Regions from separate parts of the Pan troglodytes genome. Here region 1 is linked to region 2. The links are chromatin contacts, called in public Hi-C maps. All regions are on one chromosome and are shown on one strand. Each heading gives the region's core, a stretch centred on a gene start, on an enhancer-like site or on the middle of the called end of the contact. The rest is flanking DNA. Distances are from core to core; before and after follow the strand shown.

Region 1 (4,649 bases), core at 597-3,096, 190 kb before region 2:
GCTTATTTTCTTCTGCGCCCTTTCCAAACCACTGCATCTGCAATGCCACGTTGTCATGTGCTGAGACTTGGTGGTACATCTGCTTTGCAGCTAGAAGTCATGGTACACCTGCAGGTGTGTGCGGTCCAGCTGCAGACTCACACACCCGACTCGCGGTTGTCTGCACCTGCAGAAGAATGGCTAACGGGGTTCCTATATTGAAGTACAAATCTGACCTTCATAGAGACTTTTGAGAAACATTTATTCTTTTATTTTATTTGTTTATTTATTTACTTTGAGACGGATCTCCCTCTGTCGCCCAGGCTGGAGTGCAGTGGCACGATCTCGGCTCACTGCAAGCTCCGCCTCCCAGGTTCACGCCATTCTCCTGCCTCAGCCTCCCGAGTAGCTGGGACTACAGGTGCCTGCCACCATGCCTGGCTAATTTTTTGTATTTTTAGTAGAGATGGGTTTCACTGTGTTATCAAGGATGGTCTCCATCTCCTGATCTCGTGATCCGCCTCGGCCTCCCAAAGTGCTGGGATTACAGGCGTGAGCCACCGCGCCCGGCCCCATTTATTTGTTTTTTTAAAGTTATGTTGGTTTTTACATAAGAGAGCAGTTGTGCAATAAGATGGAGAGAAGTTAAGAATATGATTCTCAGTTAGAATCCCAGAAGGTAAACTTGACTGTGTGTGTGGTTTGTTTGTTTGTTTGTTTGTTTTTAGACATCCTAGGTTAAATCTGGCTTCGAATTGTGTTCATTTAGGTTGGTGAACTAAGTGCACTTATTTCCAAAACATTTCATCTCACCTAGGGAGTGGTCAAAGGGTAGTATTAAGAGCTTGTGTTTATTATTTTATCCAACTTGTCAACTTAATCACTTTGTCTTCTTCCCTAACTAGAGTCATTATTGCGGAACTTGATCATCTCCTTATGTACATACAGACATAATTGGTGTCTACCAACATACTGAATGGAATGTAGAACATAGATTGCTGATTTGTGAGGGATCATCTGCTGAGTTACCCTAATATTGATTGCTCCTGTCCACAGAGCTGGGTCTACACGAGTTAGCATTCATTAGAACTGTGAAGGTTTCCATTTTCCTGTCTTATCTGAGAAAAGCCCAAAAGGTTTATTCTCAGAGCACACCACAGTACAATGTGGGTCACTGACACCTGTTGCTCTCTGGGGACTGTAAAGTTCTCTTTAGAGTCAAGAGATTAATTAGACTAAAAGAAGGGGGCAATTAAGGCCCTTGAGAAAGCGAATAAATGTCCATTTCCATGCTTACATCATAGGATTCTTTGGGTAAAGAATAAACTGGTAGAGAAGGGTCTGAGGCAAGAAATGGTGAAGGAATGAAAGAAGGACTGCCTGAACCCATGTAGACCACTTGTGGCTACTTTGGTTTCCTTCTGGGGTCATGAGCACTTTGATGTTGACATTCAAGAGGGCATCAAATTATTATCCAAAATATTAGAAGCCGTTTGCTTTTATTTACCAAATGAGAAGAAACTAAACACAGATAGAAGCCACGAGTATTTTTCTTCCTAAAAAGAAGCTCAGAAGCTGGCCCCCACATGCGTATATACCTTGTAAAACGTGAGTCCCTGGGCTCAGTTTCATAGTATGCAATGGGGTTGGGTCTTGGGAACAATGCTGCTGTTGTTTCTAAGCTCAAACAGCACTCACCATCAATGGTATCTCTTTAAGGGAAATCCAGGGAAATGCTCTTGCCAGCGCTGTGATTTTATTTGCTAGAGGCCAGGTGGCAATGACATGCATTGGTTCCATAGCTACGTGACTGTGCTGCCAGAAAACATATAATGACTGTGACAGCCAGTGTATCCTGGGCAGGATGAGGGCAGCCCTGATACCCTCTTTTATTTCCCACCTTATCCTCTCTTGCCTTTCCCCTCCTGGGGCCTGTGATATGCGGAGAATGTGGTTTTCGTAATGGTTACTATCTGCTCTTGCTATTAACACTTGCCTCCTGTCTCGGTCCATCTTGGAACTTGATGAGAGACAAGGCAATGCCTGTAGGAGTGTTCTGCAGGCCTCTGAATGGGTCAGCAGGGTTGGCAGCACCTGCCTGTCTTAGCAATTGAAAGGAGGTGGAGAGTCTGTGCTTTTCATCCTCCCTGTGTGTGGCACAGTGGCTCTGTCAGAATGACCTGGTGGGGAGGGTACTTCCTGGGCATCGTGGTCAGCTGCTCCTGGCTGAAATGTGTGGGTAGTGACATGGAGCAATGTGAAATCCAGGGAAACAGAGTGCTCATTTAATATGCTGCAGATTGAGGAGACACCTACCAGTGGAGCCTGCAATGCCAGGCCCAGTAGGACTGCACAAAGAAATGCAATACCCATTTCTCATCTTCTGGGAGCTCTTACCAGAGAGGCAGTTTCTAATTGCAGTTTCTCTACTGATGTGTGGTTGGGGCTTTCACATTTCTCTAATGTTTCCTCATCTATATAATCCTTGATGAAAGAATTGTAAGAACTCCTAGTTTCAACAGATACTTTTTTTCCCCTCTGAACTCCTGAAGCATTTTTAAAAATCTTTACCATCCATTTGACATTGCTCTTGTATTTCCTTTTTTCATATATATTGCTTTGGGGGCCTGAGTGTTTTCTAGGTCGAGGCTAAGCCCTTCAAGGATACGAACCATGTATCTTCTTCTTCCTCTTAAAAAAATTTCTCTAATGCTCACAACTGAGTTCTGCAGATAGTAACCATGACATTAATATTTGTTCATGACAACGTTATATTCTCACTCCATCTCCCAAGGAAATTGTGAGGCAAGTGTGTAAATATATTGAAAATGTTGTTCAGTTCTTCAAAGAAAAGATAAACTCAAGAAATTATTTTCCTAATGTGGTTTTTTTAATGCAGATATAAAGTCACAAGGTAAGAATATCTCAAGGCTTCACATTTCCTCATCTTCCTCTTTCTGGCTACTGACCATAGCATATACCCCTGGGTTTTATACTGGCACCAAAATAATCCTTTTTCCCACCTCACTCCCAATATTCACTGTATTGAATTTGTCTTTGGGACCAGACTTCTCAGTCTAGTGTTTTGGACTATTAAGTAAGAGATTTGAGGGATTTTTCCATTAAGATGACAGATAGATTAGGTTTGATAGATTAGGATAGTGATTCCTAATTTGGTTTTGAGGTCTGTTTAGGGGAGGGAAGGTTTTTATCTTATGGAAACTTTTATCTTACAAGAGTTCTCTTCCCGTCCCAAGTTCTGAGCCCACTGAGAAATAAGACAAGAGTATTGAGGCAGACGGGGGCCAGAATGCAACTATGTGACTGAGGGCAATGAGCTAACTTGCCACCTGCCTGTTCCCCAGTCTAGCCTGGTCGCAGGCCACCTGCAGGAAAGTTTTGAGTCTACAGGCACCTGTCTGTGTGAAGAGGGAAGGAGAAAGAGGCCCAAATCCCTGCTAACCCTGCTCAAAATTATATAGATTCACCCTATCCAAGGAGGGGGCATAGGCCACGTTGGCTTTAGCCCCAGCCGGGTTACTCATTCCACACCCTTGGGGAAGAAAAGGTTGGAGCAAGAGGTCAGAGGGCATAAGGGAAATCCTCCCCCATAGAAAGCTGGGGTGGGGCGTGGCGTTTCCTTCCTGCTCTGGCCATATTTCTGTTCCGTGCACCCCATCAGGCCTACCCGCCCCCAGCTCACTCAAGCCTTCTTACCTGTTGTGTTTTCTTCGTGGCGCTTGGGCTTCTGCATCCGACTGCTGGTTTATTGTTAGTCTCCTCTATTAGAATGTTAGCTCAGTGAAAGCAAAAGCCTTGTCGGTCTCATGGACTGCATGTATCTCAGTATTTAAAACCGTGCCAAGCACATAGGAGGCATTTGATCAATATTTGTTGAATGAATAAACACATAGATGTTGTTTGATGCCTCTGCTCACACTCTTTAATTACCTGGACATCCCTGGTGCCCTGTCTTGTCTGGCAAGCCTGCAGGAGCTAGTTAAGCAATTGTGGTCTCTTCTTGCTCTGTATGTAGCTCATCAGTTGGCAGTAGTTGGCATGTGTGCATGTGTGTGCTCTCATGTAGGTGAGTGTGCATGTGTGTATCTTTGTGTGCATGTGTGTGCACCTACATACCTGTATCCTTTTGGGCATATGTATTTGTATGTACTTGTGTTCTCTTTCTCTCTGGCTCTGTAATACTTCACTTATTTGTTTACATATCTTTTACCCTTACTAGGTTGCAAATGCTTGAAGAACTGGGGAACCTGTTAATCATTCTTGTTCCTCTAATATCTGCCATGTAGTAGGTGCTCAGTATATGATAATATTAGCATTCTAAGCACTTACAACATGCCCAGTACTGCTTTATCTTAAAATTTAAAATAACTTTTATGTATCTTGCATATATTAACTTGTGTAATTCTCACAACAACCTTACAAGATACATTTTAAACTCGTTTTGTGGGAAAGGAAACTGGGGACATGAAGAGGTCAAGTGGCTGGCCCACAGTCTCACAGCTAGCCTGACTCCATAGCTTTTTTTCTCTGCTACCTCTCAGAAACTGACTACTGTATTTGTGTGAATGAACAAATGACTGAATGAGAATTTTAGAAGCCCAGACCAAAATCATTAAATAGACCTAAAGACATTAGGGTCAACACAAATA
Region 2 (5,090 bases), core at 1,628-4,127:
TACCCGTGCCATCTATGGTTGCAGTATTTATTCCCTTATTCTGAACATTGTTTTCTTTCTCTTTTCTTGAGACAGGGTCTTGCTTTATCACCTAGGCTGGAGTGCAGTGGAGCAATCATGGCTCACTGCAGCCTCAACCTCCTGGGCTCAAGCAATCCTCCTGCCTTAGCCTCCTGGGTAGCTAGGACCACAGATGCAAACCACCATGCCTAGCTAATTTTTTTTATTTTTTGTAGAGACAGAATCTCGATATGTTGTCCAGGCTGGCCTTGAGCTCCTGGGCTCCCAAAGTGCTGGGATTACAGGTGTGAGCCACTGAACCCAGCCTGAACATTATATTTTTTTTAATGAAGGTTATAATTACTACACTTTTTAAGAACCCTACCAAATGGTTGTTCATATTGAGTGTATAGTCAAACAAAAACTTCCTGGGCTCTTTCATTGAAACCATTATTAAACCAGATCTCTTCAACCCTGCTAATAGGCTAATTGAGCTGTTGAAACCAAGGGCAGGCATTTACATTTATTCTCATTGATCTTAATTTTCCTGGTTTGGTACCATCACTTCCGGCTTCTTAAGATATATTTGAATCTTAATCGCAACATATATCCCTTCCAGCCTTCTGTTACTTCGAAATATGATAACCAAAACACTGTATTAGTATTGAATAGAACAGAACTAAAAATAGAGTTCTGCATACCATTTGCTTCACACTGACATTGAACAATTGAGGTCCCCATCGTACATACTAGAAACGGAATGAGTGTTTGATGAATGAATGTGTGATCCACTTTGGGGGCATGCCTGTTCAGTCAACCATAAAGGCATCTAATTATAGCTATCATCCAATCCACCTTTCTCCATTCTAGATACTCCAAGCATGTCGGGTTTGGACCTGTTTTTAATGCTTGGCCAAAATGAAGTGCTTTCTGCCAGTGCACCACACAGGCCTTCCAGTTTAGTGATGTAATAAAGCTGGAAGGAGATTGGTGAGTCAGCACTTTGAGAATCCTTGACATGCCCAAGTAACCTCTGTCCTCACACCCAGCTATTCTGCCCTCTTCAGTGTTCGCATACATAGTTTTTCCAGTCCTGGCACAAGCTCATCAGCCTGCTCTTCCTCTTCTTTAAAGCTGAAGCCGTGCCCTGTTTGTCCATAGACATACAGGCCAGGCAGCCATGGGTTCATTCAAACTGAGAAACACAGGATTGGGGGTGTAGGAAAAGCAACCCGTTTTCTTGCCCTAGGTTTAAGATGTATTTTTAGGAGTTTATATATCAAATTCTAAGAGCATCTTCCATTCTGAGCAGTTGGCTGCTATTTACTGGACTTGCAGTCAGTGGGCATATATTCCCCACATCCCTAGCACAGAAGCATCTCATTTTCCTATCACTTCCCAAGCAGTCTGAATCCATGGTAATAGCAAAAAATTTCTCAAAATGAAATTATAGCAAAGAAAGAAGTGTGGAGCTTCCTTTGTTAAATTTCATTTTTCTTCCTGGGAATGATTGAGTTGTGTATAAAATTTATGATAATAGCCTTTTTAAAGTATATTTCTCTGCAGTTGTGTAAAGAACCAGAAGAAAAGCGGCATTTGTTATTTGCAGCCGTATTAGGTTTAGGTGACCCCAGAGGAAGCAGTGGAGCATCACCTAAATATTAGATGTTTATCTCCGAGGCTCCATCAACTCTGTGTTTACGTACAACACCTAGTTTGGTTTCCCAGTGCCTGCTCCATTAGGAAGAGGCTAGAGATGTTTAATTTGCTTAAGAGTTTAGCAGTAGAAAATTTAATCGGATAGCTACGAGGGTTTCTCAAACCTTACTGTGCATAGAATCATCTGGATATCTTGTTAAAATGCAGGACTGGGTGGGGCCTGAGAGTCTGCATTTCCAGCAAACTTGCAGAGGATGCTGATGTCACGGGTCGGAGGACCACACTTCGACTAGCAAAGCCTTATACCACTGGGCTAAATTTAGAAATTATGATAGAGAGATAGTTAATGTAGCTCTAAAGCGGCTTAAGATGAATGTATTCAGAACAGTGATTATCAGGCAAACCATAGGTAGCAAACTCTAAATACATTTGTCTTGATTCATCTATTAGCTCTCCCTCCGATTTCCCTTTTCCAATAGGAATGTTTAAACAGTGCGATCTGCATATGTGGCTCTCTGGTAATTTGGCATTGATATAATTGTGCATGGCCCCATGTTTGGAAGAAATCTTTTTGTTGTGGCAGGTGCTTCCAGAGATAAACTCCTCGGGGGGCCCCTGGGAGGGCGATTCAGGACCCAGAGGCCAGTTGTCTGCAACTAGAGACTCTAAGAGCAGAAATCCCATTCTCCTTTTTTCTTTTTTCTTCTTTCGTTTCTTTTTCTCTCTTCCTTATTTTCCAAATCTACTTTTCCACCTTCATAAGTTACTTCTTTGTTGTTTCGTCCCATGATCACCCGATAGACCAGGAATGTGGTGCCATCCTGGGGCGCCCTCTGGTGGTTCATTGAAAATACAGCAAGACCCAATCTCTACCCGTGGGTTTCCCCTTATCAGTACTGAAAGCTTACGGGGCCCAGAGAAGGGACACATACCTCAGCGTTAGGGAGCCCTGTCTGCTCCGTGCTGCACTGGTAAATAGCCCTAAATGTAGGAGGAGGATGGGTGGAAATTTTTATCGGTTTGGCCCCAGCTCGCTGCAACTGCTGTCTTAATCATTGTGTCCTTGATTTCTCATTGGCAATCTCTGGAAAAGATGCTGTTTATCAATGGATAAGTTTTCAGAAGAATAAATTCGGATTTGTGTGTTAAGGCCAATATGTCTTAGCAATCATTTCGCAGAAGACCAGTCCAGTGAGTCTTCAGGGCTGACTAAGCCGATGTCTCTCAAATAAACAGTATAATTAAACCTGAGCACTACTGAGAACCAAGTCAGCATTCTTTTTCAGATTTACGAAAGCTGGCTTCCTAAAGAAGTACCTTCAGAGGAGTTTTCTAGTTTTGTGTATTGTGCATTCAATTGTACAGGCAATGTTACATTTGCATTGCTAATAGACCCTTCCTGAATGTGTTTGACATTTTACTTGGCTTTGAAAGGACTTTTATGCCGCTGCTTTTTCTTCCCTAGTGCTGCCTTGGGCTAATTAACCTATTCCCTTACTGGCTGGGCCTACTATATGCAAATGTTCTCATTTTGCATTCTGACACATCACTCTTGCATAAATATCCCTCATGAAACCCTGTGGGGTTTTATTGGATCAGTGCTGCAGGAGGGCCAGCAGGGGGCGCATGGACTGGTTCTCTCTGAGTAGGTCTCACGCAGGAGTTTTCCTTGCTCGTTGGTATGGAAATGTGGGAGCGTTTGGCATTCCCTTTCTTAAGAGTGAGTCTTGAAACTTAAAGATAAAAGTTCATTATTAGAACTTCTTTTTACAAGGGAAGGCTGTACAGAACACAGTTATTTGACACTTAACAAAAACCCTAGGTTTGCAGGGCGCAGTGGCTCACGCCTGTAATCCCAGCACTTCGGGAGGTCGAGGCTGGTGGATCATTTGAGGTCAGGAGTTCGAGACCAGCCTGGCCAACATGGTGAAACTCCGTCTCTACTAAAAATACAAAAATTAGCCAGGCATAGTGGCAGGCGCCTATAATCCCAGCTACTCAGGAGGCTGAGGCAGGAGAATCGCTTGAACCCGGGAGGCGGAGGTTGCAGTGAGCCGAGATTGGCACATTGCCCTCCAGCCTGGGCGACAGAGTGAGACTCCATCTCAAAAAAAAACACCTGGGTTGCAAGAGTAAATAAGTGACATTACTCCTTCAACATTTCATTTCTTCAGCATAAGTGTTTTAGGGTTTTTTTAACCTTAGTTTTCATTTCCGTCCCAGTCTTTAGGCGCCTCTCTTGTCATATGAGAAATTCTATTCTTACTGAAATGTCCTTTGATATCGAGACACCAAATTTCTAAACCTGCACCTTCCTAGATATCTGATCAAAATCATTAAGGATTGAGAACTTTCTGTTGTATCATTTGTCATTTCATTATGATGTTCATTGGTGATGTTGGAGCAAAACCAACAAGGGCCATTAAATCATTGCCCCTTCCAAGCTGGCTGCAGTGGCTCATGCCTGTAATCCCAGCACCGGGAGGCCAAGGTGGGTGGATCACTGAGGCCTGTTCAAGACCAGCCTGGCCAACATGGCAAAACCCCACCTCTACAAAAAGTACAAAAATTAGCCCGGTGTGGTGGCGTGCACCTGTAGTCCCAGCTACCTGGGAGGCTGAGGTGGGAGGATCACTTGAGCCCAGGAGGCACAGGTTGCAGCAAGCCGAGATCATGCCACTGCACTTCAGTCTGAGCAACGAAGCAAGACCTTTTCAAAAAAAAAAAAAAAAAAAAAAAAGGAAGGAAGGAAAAAAATCATTGCCCCCTCTAAAAAATAGTTACAAATTAGGGGGCAGAGTAGAGAAAGGGGGTTGTGTTTCAGTAGGGATTTCAGTGTTGCTCCAACATGGACAAGGATTGAATGCTGAAGGCCGCTACTTTATTGTGTTTGTTTTAAAATCGGATCATTGGCTAGACACAGTGGCTCATGCCTGGAATCCTAGCACTTTGGGAGGCCAAGGAAGGAGGATTTCTTGAGGCCAGGAGTTCAAGACCAGCCTGGTTAACATAGCAAGACCCCATCTCTCCAAAGAAAGAAAGAAAGAAAAAATCAGATCATTGAAAAGAGGGTCTGGATGTGAGATACCAAAACCCAAGGGTGTGGAATTCCCAAAGCCCAATCCCACAGCTCTCAGAATCACAGCATGTTGCACTGTGCACACCTACAGCTGCTACCTGTGGAAGCAATCACATCCGCTGCTTGCTAGCCTGCGTCATGTCAGTTCCACTGATATTTGGCCTCTTGTCTGTTGGGCATTGGTTTGCCCACACAGCAGCAGTAACTCAGACTTCGGTGGTTAGTAAGAGACTGAGATACTTGTCCATAAGAACTGGCTCCAGGGTCACCATTTGTATGTCCAGGTTTGAACACACTGATCTGATTTGTCTGAAAGAGCTGTCGTCTCTAGTGTTAATGGCGAGTTGTTACT

The links. A called contact is a pair of places that touch in the nucleus more often than the background predicts.
Region 1: a contact with region 2 is called in a Hi-C map of stem cell-derived neural progenitor cells, with 5 times the contacts expected there. The contact joins two enhancer-like sites. A contact is called at or near these places in 2 of 7 Hi-C or Micro-C datasets (blood and stem cell-derived neural progenitor cells).

What each region holds. Positions count from the first base shown.
Region 1 is chr5:22,475,853-22,480,501 of NHGRI_mPanTro3-v2.0_pri, reverse strand. All of the region lies in intron 3 of LOC134810274 (a long non-coding RNA gene), which reads left to right. Among named protein-coding and RNA genes, the nearest start is that of ATXN1, 190 kb to the right of the region's middle. Within about 2 kb of position 1,846, at least 4 of the 24 cell types and tissues checked have an H3K27ac peak or open chromatin away from gene starts, as enhancers often do. A contact at or near this core is called in stem cell-derived neural progenitor cells, where this site is marked.
Region 2 is chr5:22,288,313-22,293,402 of NHGRI_mPanTro3-v2.0_pri, reverse strand. No RefSeq gene overlaps it. Among named protein-coding and RNA genes, the nearest start is that of ATXN1, 3.9 kb to the right of the region's middle. Within about 2 kb of position 2,877, at least 13 of the 24 cell types and tissues checked have an H3K27ac peak or open chromatin away from gene starts, as enhancers often do. A contact at or near this core is called in stem cell-derived neural progenitor cells, where this site is marked.